3 separate regions of the Sus scrofa genome follow, and all the other regions are linked to region 3. The links are chromatin contacts, called in public HiChIP or PLAC-seq and promoter capture Hi-C maps. All regions are on one chromosome and are shown on one strand. The core of a region is the stretch at or near the end of the contact, and the rest is flanking DNA. Distances in the headings are between cores, read along the strand shown.

What was found. Promoter capture Hi-C pulls out the DNA fragments that hold promoters and counts their contacts. HiChIP or PLAC-seq counts read pairs in DNA pulled down with a chosen protein or histone mark.
Region 1: a contact with region 3 is called in a promoter capture Hi-C map of fetal liver, with 2.3 times the contacts expected there. The contact joins the promoter of TMEM208 here to the promoter of RRAD in region 3. A contact is called at or near these places in 1 of 5 promoter capture datasets (fetal liver), 1 of 47 Hi-C or Micro-C datasets (heart right ventricle) and 2 of 2 datasets of contacts at active chromatin or transcription factors (alveolar macrophages and skeletal muscle).
Region 2: an H3K27ac HiChIP or PLAC-seq map of skeletal muscle shows a contact between it and region 3. The contact joins the promoter of FHOD1 here to the promoter of RRAD in region 3. A contact is called at or near these places in 2 of 47 Hi-C or Micro-C datasets (embryonic fibroblasts and heart right ventricle) and 2 of 2 datasets of contacts at active chromatin or transcription factors (alveolar macrophages and skeletal muscle).

The regions. Positions count from the first base shown.
Region 1 is chr6:27,862,993-27,865,865 of Sscrofa11.1, forward strand. It overlaps TMEM208 (transmembrane protein 208), which reads left to right and starts at 1,345. Exons shown (of 5, transcript XM_005664411.3): 1 at 1,345-1,483; 2 at 2,105-2,200. The coding sequence starts at 1,478. It overlaps LRRC29 (leucine-rich repeat-containing protein 29), which reads right to left and starts at 1,479. Exons shown (of 7, transcript XM_013998260.2): 1 at 1,233-1,479. The coding sequence starts at 1,479.
Region 2 is chr6:27,881,669-27,884,546 of Sscrofa11.1, forward strand. It overlaps FHOD1 (FH1/FH2 domain-containing protein 1), which reads right to left and starts at 1,409. Exons shown (of 24, transcript XM_021094071.1): 1 at 1,129-1,409. The coding sequence starts at 1,329. SLC9A5 (sodium/hydrogen exchanger 5) reads left to right here and starts at 1,495. Exons shown (of 15, transcript XR_002344560.1): 1 at 1,495-2,878.
Region 3 is chr6:27,603,575-27,606,425 of Sscrofa11.1, forward strand. RRAD (GTP-binding protein RAD) reads right to left here and starts at 1,553. Exons shown (of 5, transcript XM_021094029.1): 1 at 1,451-1,553; 2 at 846-1,230. The coding sequence starts at 1,215.

The DNA.
Region 1 (2,873 bases), core at 95-2,594, 260 kb after region 3:
AGGGGTGGGAATATAAAGCAGATCATTACTGGGAGAACAGCCTCTGGGCCAGGGAAGCTGAGCCTGGGGAAGAGATCACTGATGGGGACTGGGACTGATCAAACCCCTGTTCCCAGGGGAAGGTAGGAAAACCTGTCTCAGTTGAGGTAAGATAGTGGCCATCCTGCCTTCTGGGGCTCAGCAACCAACCCAAGGAGCAAAGGGAAGGCAATAAAGCTGGCCTCACTGAGGGGAGGAAGCATGATTCTTTGAGCTGAGAAGGGAGGAGGCCTTTCCAGAGGGACCAAAAGAGGCAACGATAGGGAGGAGTGGTCATGCTATGAACCCCATCCCAAGGAACTACTAGAGATATGACTGGTCATCTCTGAGATCTTTGGGGATGGAATAGATATCCTCTGGGGCAGAAGGAGGAAAGGATCCCATGGCAGGGGGCTCACTGGGGTTGGAGCTGTCTTGTTTTTGCTAAGGGGAAGGAGCACCATTCTAAGGACCAGTGGGGAAAGGGTGGCATGTCTCCCTTGGGCTGTGGGAGGGGGCTGCCAAGTCTCAGAGCAAAAAGGATGGAGAGGCCACCGAAAGAGACCACTGGGGACAAAATCTGTTACCTCTCTACGGACAATGGCAGCAGAGTGGTCTTGCTCCCGGCTAAGGAAAGAGAAAACATCCTATGGGGTGAAGGGGGTACGGATGGCCATCACTATGGGCAGAAGGAGTCCGGGGGCAGGCCTCTCCCCAGGGAAGGAACTCAGAGACCATGCCTGAAGTTGATGGGAAGGGGCAGTCAGTTGCCCACCGCCAGGTGAGGGGGGCGGGGGCGGGGGCGGCGTCTCTCTGGGAGGAGGGAATGGAGAGACCATTCCAAGGGCCAATGGGGACAAGATAGGGTTACCCTTGGGGATGATGGGATGGAGCCGATATCTTCCAGAATTGAGGGGGAGGGGCGGCCATCGCAAGAGATGGGGGGTAGGCAGAGGCCCTGTCCTCGTTGAGGTGAAAGAGCAACAATCTCCTGGGGCCGATGGGGACGGAGAGGATGGTCCCTCAAGGTAAGCGGACGGAGTGGCCCAAAGGCGGGGCCATTACCCATAGCCTGCTGGTCCTAGGAGCTCCCGATCGGGTCGTTTCCGCCAGACGGGCGGGGCCAGGCGAGCTATCTGACAGCCCTCCCCACAGCCTGGGACCCCGAGGGCGGGGTCTGTCCCGAGCTAGGCCAGAGGGCGGCCTCCTCTCACCTCCAGGGGCAGCGACTCCGCCATCGCATCCCTGCCGCCTCCGCCCCCGCGCAATGCTTTCTGGGAAGTGTAGTCCGGCCGACTCTGCTGGGCGGAGCTTGGGAAGGAAGTGGACGTCCCATTTCCGTCCCAGTTGCTGACGATTTGGGTCTGCACCGGAAGTGCCTTGCTGCCGATGTGTTATCCAGTGACTGCGGTTTCTGTCGTTCTCCCTTCTTTCCCAGCCTGGGTATTTGCGTCGCACCATGGCGGTAAGGAGGGCGGGTGGGGCGGAGTCGTCATGGCAAAGCGGTCCCGGGGCCAAGAGACTGAAAACAGAAGGAGGACCGCAAGGGACGTGGGTCGGCCAGAGAGGGGCGCCATCCAGTGGCTGGGCCGTACCAGATCGAGGTGGGCAGTGGAGAGGCGAAGGACCTTACCAGAAGTCTTGCCCGAGTGGGCTAGGCTTCCGTACCAGACAGTATCAGGACTAGCTAGAGGTTTGAGAGGCCTACGCCGCGTCAGCTCAGATCTGGTCTACTCCTGCAGAGGCCCAAGAGGGGCACCATTCAAGCCCACTCAGAGGAGTCCCTTCTAAAGGGTTTGTCCGCTCACAACTGAGTTATCAGAGGATCCAGGAGATACTGTCCTAGTATTGGATTGTTCCCATCCGGAGCAGGAGGTAGTCATTGCTGCGTGTGCAGGGAAGATGGTGTCAGCTCTAAGCAGGACAGTTTGGAGAGGTGGACATTCCAAGGATTGTAATAGATTTGAGCACCATGGGGATGTCAGATGAGGTACAGATGGAACTCTGTAGCTAACCAGAATGGTGGGAAAGTAGAGAAGACCCTGGCTGACGAGGGTTCTGACAGCATCTCACCATCTCTCTGCAGCCTAAGGGCAAAGTGGGCACGAGAGGGAAGAAGCAGATATTTGAGGAGAACAAAGAGACCCTGAAGTTCTATCTGCGGATCATACTGGGGGCCAACGTAAGTGCTTGCTTCCTTGCTAATGTGCCCACCCAGGGTCCCGCAGTCTTCAGCTCTGTTTGGTGGGGTGGAGTGGTGGTGGTATGTGACAGCCAAAGCCTGAAAAGAAAACTCCAATTGAAATTAAATGAGGGAGTTCTTTTTGTGGCTTAGCGGTTAATGAACCCAACTAAGATCCATGAAAGATGCAGGTTCTATCCCTGGCCTCACTCAGTGGTTTAAGGATCTGGCACTGCTGTGAGCTGTCGTATAGGTTGCAGATGTGGCTCAGATCCCACATGGCTGTGGTGGTGGTGCAGGCCAGCAGCTACAGCTCTGATTCAACCCCTTGCCTGGGAACTTCTGTATGCCCCAGGTGCGGCTCAGATAAAAAAATTGGGGAGTTCTCTTTTGGTGCCTTGGGTTAAGGATTTGGCATTGTCACTGCAGCAGCTTGGGTCATTGCTGTGGTGTGGGTTCAGTCCCTTGCCTGGGAACTTCCACACACCTCAGGTGTGGCCAAAAAAAAGAGTTCCCTGTTGGCTCAGTGAGTTAAGGATCTGGCGTTGTCACTGCTCTTGCTCTCGTTACAGCTGTGGCATGGGTACAGGCAAAAGAAAAATAAGGAATAAACATTGGAGTTCCCATTCTGGCTCAACGGGTTAAGAACCTGATGTAGTGTCCGTCAGGATGA
Region 2 (2,878 bases), core at 159-2,658, 280 kb after region 3:
TACACTCTTCAGTCCTTGTCTTCAAAGCCCTGGCTCTGCTCAGACACGCGCCACTCCCCAGGCCAATAGTCTCAGCACCTCTCCCGCCTGCGCTTGGAGGCGGGGCTGCCCCGCAGCGCTAGGAATGCAAGCTGGGGGCCCGGCGCCTGGGGCACATTCCAGGGGAGACCCTGGGCCCGGGGGGCAAGTTTACGCAACTCGGCGTCCAGCTAAGCCTGGGAGCAGCGGAGGGCACCCCCATCAACTCTCTCCTCTCTTCCTCATCATTTGGTGCGGAATGGCTGGTGGGACACTGCGAGGAGTAGTAGTGCGCCTAGCAGAGTTCTGGCCCGGAAACCAAGTGCACCGGAAAAGGCCGCCTGCGGGGGGCTGCGCGGCTAGCAGAAGGGGAGGTAGGGCCGGCCATCTGGAAATGGGCCTTTCCCGGCACTGTGCACGAGTCGGCTCTGGGGCGCAGGCAAACTAGAGCAGGCCGGCAGTTTAAAATTAGCCCGGCCTGCTCCCTCCCTTCCAGCCCCCGGCGGCTGCCGGCAGCTGCACGGGATGGTGGGGGCGGTGACTCAAAGGACTTTTCCACCAGTGCAGCCTCCCGCCAGTGTCCCGGGTCAGGCTGCTTCCCGGGGACTCCCCCTCACCCCGTGAAGTCTCTTCGCCGCCGCACTCCCAAGCCGAACTTCCACCTGCAGGGACAACACTCAGCCCAGCAGGACCCAATCCAGCCTCTAGACACCTCCAGTGGCCCGCCCCCGGTCCGCCCCTCCTCGTGGTCCCGCTTCCACCTCACCTGAAGCAGATGAAAGCTAGCCGGTCCTCAGCTCCGCCTCCTAGGTCCGCTACCACCCAAACACCTACCGCCACCCTATCCAGAGCAGTTAATCAGGCAAAAAGGCAGCGAGCGAAACCCGAGCGCCTCCCCCAGGTGGGCCTCATTTTCAAGGGACAGCTTGCGTGGCGCGCACAACCACCTCCCTTCTTCAGCTTCCTTCAATTTGAGAAGCGGCCCCCCAAGCCAGGCAACGTAGACCTTGGGTACCTAACCCAAAACTTTCCTGGTAGAGCACCCAAAGGCTTTCACGGCGCCAACCCTGAACCCTTGGTGGCCCCCAGCTTTTCTCCCGCTCCCCTCACCTTGAGCGGCGCCCCCAGCAGGCGGTGCAGCGCGGGTATCTGCGCGCCCAGGGGCAGCGCCCCGTCCAGGCTGCAGGTGGGGGCCCGGCGCGGCTCCGGGAAATTGGCACATGCGAAAGGGTCGGTGTCTTCTAGGTACTGTACCCGCACGGTCACCACTGATACCGGCTCCCCGTCCCCGCGGTCCTCCTCGCCGGCCATGGCTCAGACCCTGGCTCGAGCCGCGCACCTCTGGGCGGGTCCCGGCCCAGCCGCGGCGTCTACTCAACTAGTTCTGCTGTCTGGGCGGGGCCAGACCCGACGCTGGGGGAGAGGGGCGGAGCCATACGGAGGCGGGCCCGAAGAAGGGGGTGGGGCCAATAGTAGTCTCCCAGCGCGCGAGGTGGAAGCAAGCACCGCTGGTGGCGGAGCTTGCAGCCAAGAAATTCAGAGGGCATGATAGTCCTGTTGGTTCATTGGCTAGTCCGGCAGGAAAATTCGAGCTCGCGCACACCCCTTTCGAGAGCGCGCAGAATCTGGGAAGCTCTTTGGGCTTGGGGGCCGTGAAACTGCGCTCTCTTGGGGTTTCTTAGGGCAAGGTGGGTTGGAAGTTTCTTAAGACCATGGGTAGCCAGGTTCCTCTCGGTGTAAGGACGAGATGCTCCTGATTCCTTCAATTGAGGGATGGATGAAGTGGATGGGCTCCCCTTATTTGGGGAAAGCAAGGGAATGGGTCTCTTTCAGCTTGGAGCAAGGAGTGAAAATAGATTACACTCAATTCGAAGGAAAAGGTGGGATCATTTACCTTTAATTGGAGGAAGAAGAAGGACGTGCCCCTCACTCTGGGAAAAGGATGGGATGACAAGTTCTGCGGGGAGGTGAACTTATTACACTCAATTTGAGGGAAGAACTGGGTGGGTTGCCCTTCAGCTGCAAAGAAAAGTGGAATCGGCCCTTTTCTATTTGGGGAGAGATAAGCTGAAAGGCCCTTCAGATTTGGGGGAAAAGGTGGGTAGGTCCCTCTTAGTTTGAAGGGAATCGATAGGGTGCGGTTTCCACAGTTTAGGGAAGATCCCCTAAAAGATAACGTTTGCTTCATTGAGTCTCATGGAAAAAGTGAGACGAGTTCACTGTATTCTAAAGGAAAGGGAGGCCGAGTGCCCCTCGGTTTGGTAAATGAAGAGAAACAACCTCTTTCTTAGCTTGGAATGGGATGGGCCCAATCTGGGCCTTGGGGTTTCTGGGGACGGCGGGGACAGTTGTCCCTCTCGGCTTTCTATTAGAGCCCAGTGCGCGTGCGCAGCTCTGGTGCGGGCGGGGGCGCGAAGGGTCTCAAGCTTCTGAGGGCTGCGCGGAAGTCGGTGGCGCACTGCCCCCTGCAGTCTGCACGGGGCATGCCGGGGCCCGCGGCCTCATTACCCAGGGTCGGCTGCTTACAGCCGGCGGGCACTCCAGTGGCAGTGCCGCATTCCTCCCGCCTGGACCCCGGTCCCTGGCAGACCCCGTCACCCTCGCCTCCGGCCAGTTCTACGCAACGGTGTCCCTAGAGGACTGTGGCCGCTCACGGCTCTGAATCCGGGTCGGGGGAGGTTTAGAGAAGGTTTGGGGGAGCGGACTCGATGGAATAGGTTGCAGGACTTAGGGGAAGGCTGCGCCGGGGAATTTCCAGAGCCGAGACAGATTTAGAGCGGAGGAGCAAGGGTCCAGACTGCCGACGCTCAGGGCAGGGGCTCCGAGTCCGGACCTGGCTTGGGGGAATCGGAACTAGGAT
Region 3 (2,851 bases), core at 303-2,802:
CTCCCCCTCCTCCATGCCACCAGGCTTTCTGCTCTGGCCACAACCTCCAACTCCTCCCCAGAGCTCCTCTAACCTTCCCTCCACTGATGACTGCTGTGACAACAGAAGTGACAGGGCTGAAGAATGGTAGGGGGGAGCCGTGGAGGGCATGGTGTGCCTGACCTTGCCCCTGGATATCCCTTCTCCAAGGTGGCAATGTCCCCAGGGGGCCGCTCCTGTGTTGCCTGACCTCCTGCTGCCTGGGACCCCGGGTGGTTCTGACCACAACGACCTGAGTTAGAACAAGTGTCCCCTGGGGACCTTGGTTACCTAGGACTCCTCTCCTAGAAACTCCTCTGGCTGTGTTCTTGCTGGTCCTGGCAGGGAGGGATGTTCTGTTTCCATCCTACAGAGTAATCACACCTATGCTCTGAACCTTCTACTTGAGGCATTTCCTAACTAAAGGCTGGGGGGTACCTTCTTCCACTGTCCCCATCTGAAATGGGTAGGTGGAGGCAGCTTCTCAAAGCGCCTTCAGAATCCCTTTGGTGGGAGTTCCTGTCATGGCTCATCCATAATGAACCTGAGGAGATGGGTTCGATCCCTGGCCTCTCTCAGTGGGCTAAGAATCCTGCATTGCTGTGAGCTGTGATATAGGTCGGATCCTGTGTTGATGTGGCTGTGGTGTAGGCCAGCAGTTGTAGCTCCGATTTGTTTGACCCCTAGCCTGGGAACTTCACATGCCGCAAGTGCGGCCCTCAAAAAAAAAAAAAAGTCCCTTTGGTATTTGCTGCTTCAATCCTGATCAGTCCTTTAGCCCTCGGCCCTAACCCGGCCTCCCCTCCCCTGGAGTCCCAGCCCCTCACCTGCAGCCTCCGCCTCAGGCCCATCCTCTACTCCACCGAAGATGCGCGCCAGAGCGCTCTTGCCGACACCAGGGGCCCCCAGCAGCAGCACTTTGTAAACGCTCTCGTCTGAATCGCTGCCTCCGGAGCTGAGCGAGTCAGAGGAGCCCTCGGGCCAGTCCAGCCTCGGACCCTGGGCCGCGGTCCCGGCCTCGGCCGTTGCCAGAGCGCCCGGAGCCAGCGCCGCCTGCAGGTCGCGCTCGTCCACCGGCATGCTTCGGCGGTGCAGCGGGGGCGCCGGGCCCCAGGGTGTGCTGCCCCGACGGCGCTCGCGCTCCCGGCCCCCGCCGCGGCTCCCGCCGGCTCCGCTGCCGCCGCCATTCAGAGTCATCGTCTCGGACGCCGTCTGGGCAACGGGAATCGGGATGGCCGCGTAAGCCGCGGTGGAAATGGAGCCTGGACCCGACCCGGCTCAGCAAGATGATTGGGTTCAAGGACCTGTGACCCCTCCTCCTGACTCATCCATCCCAGACGGTGCGACCCCCCCCACCCCGCCCTGCCAGGACCCTCACCCACTCACGCACGGACACGGTCAGGACTAGGTAGGTCGGATACAATCCACTCACAGCCCCAGGCGCGGACCCTCGACGCTGCCGCAGCCGCCGCCGCCTTCTCAGTCCACACTGGGTCTGGCCGCCAGAGACGCCTATTTAAGCCTCTGCCCGCCCCCGCCCCCGCCCCCGCGCTCGCCCCCGTCCACGCGGTGCGGGGGTGACGTGTCTGCCCCCCTCCCCCCAGGGGAATCCCCCACCCCCACCCTCCTCCCAGGGCCTCGCACCCACTCAGACCCCGCCCCGCCCGCCCAGCAGACTCCGCCACCGACGCCCCGCCCGACTCCGCAGACAAAAGAGCCCGAGTGTGTGTATGGGGAGGGGGGCCGGGAAGGAGCGAGAGGGAGGGGGAGTGTATGAATGGTGCGGAGGAGTTGGGGGGGTTCACGGGTGGGGACAAGGGGGTGGGGGACCAGCCAAGTGCGTCAAGACCCCTCTAGGGAAGAAGGAGGTCTCGTCCTTTAAAAGTGAATTCTCCTTTCCCTCCCGCCTGTTGCCTGAGCAAGCAGACCAGTTACAGGTGGGACAGACTTCATCCTTCTCTGCCCATTCCCCGCTGGCCCATATCTGAGCAAGACATTAGAGGTCCTAAATCCGGGCTTCTAGCCTCCACCCCAGGTCCTTCCCACTGTCCTCCCTGCCCTTGGGAGTTGAAGATTTTACCTGATGGCCCTGCCCTTCAGGATAAGGGTTAGTGTCACCTGAACCCCTAGGACACTTGGAGAGCTGTTTGGAGGAGGTGGGCGGGGAAGGGCGGCCCTCTTGGCAGTGTGCTGCAGGTAAAGGTGCAAGCTTGAATCCTGGGGAGGGAGTACAGGCCCTGAGAAGGAAAAGGATGAACTCAGCACCACCTCCCCCACCTCCATACCCTCCAGGCAGCTGCCAGCAACTCTGCTAAAAATACCTGGCCCTGGTCGTTCAGCTCCTGGGCTGGAGGTTGCCCAAAGTTGGGGAGATCCTGGCAGACAGGTGTCAGATGCCAGCAGAAGCGGATAGGGGTGGAACTGGACCAGGGTCAGGTCTGGCTCCAGCCACTCTGAGTCCTCAATGTTCCTTCCCTCCCTTTAGCCTTAGACTGGGGCTGCTGTTCTAGGCACTTCCAGGATCTGGAGGTTCAGACTCCCATCCAGGAGGGGCACCATTGTAGAGTAGGTGGGTAGGGGTGGGTTAGCTACCACTGCTCAGAGAAATCAGTCCCTCCTCAGACCTAGGGAGGGTGCCGGGGCGCAGAGGGGAGGCTTGGTTTCCAGTCCTGAATCTGCCTTCAGGCTCCTAGGTCTTGCCTCCCTCCCAGCCTCAGGGTGCCCAGCCACAAGCTGCCTTGCTCACATTTAGGGTGTGTGACGATTGAGGGCACGCAAGCTGTGAGGCGCTTTGGGACAGGTACTTGCTATCAGTCTGACGTTTATTTGTGAT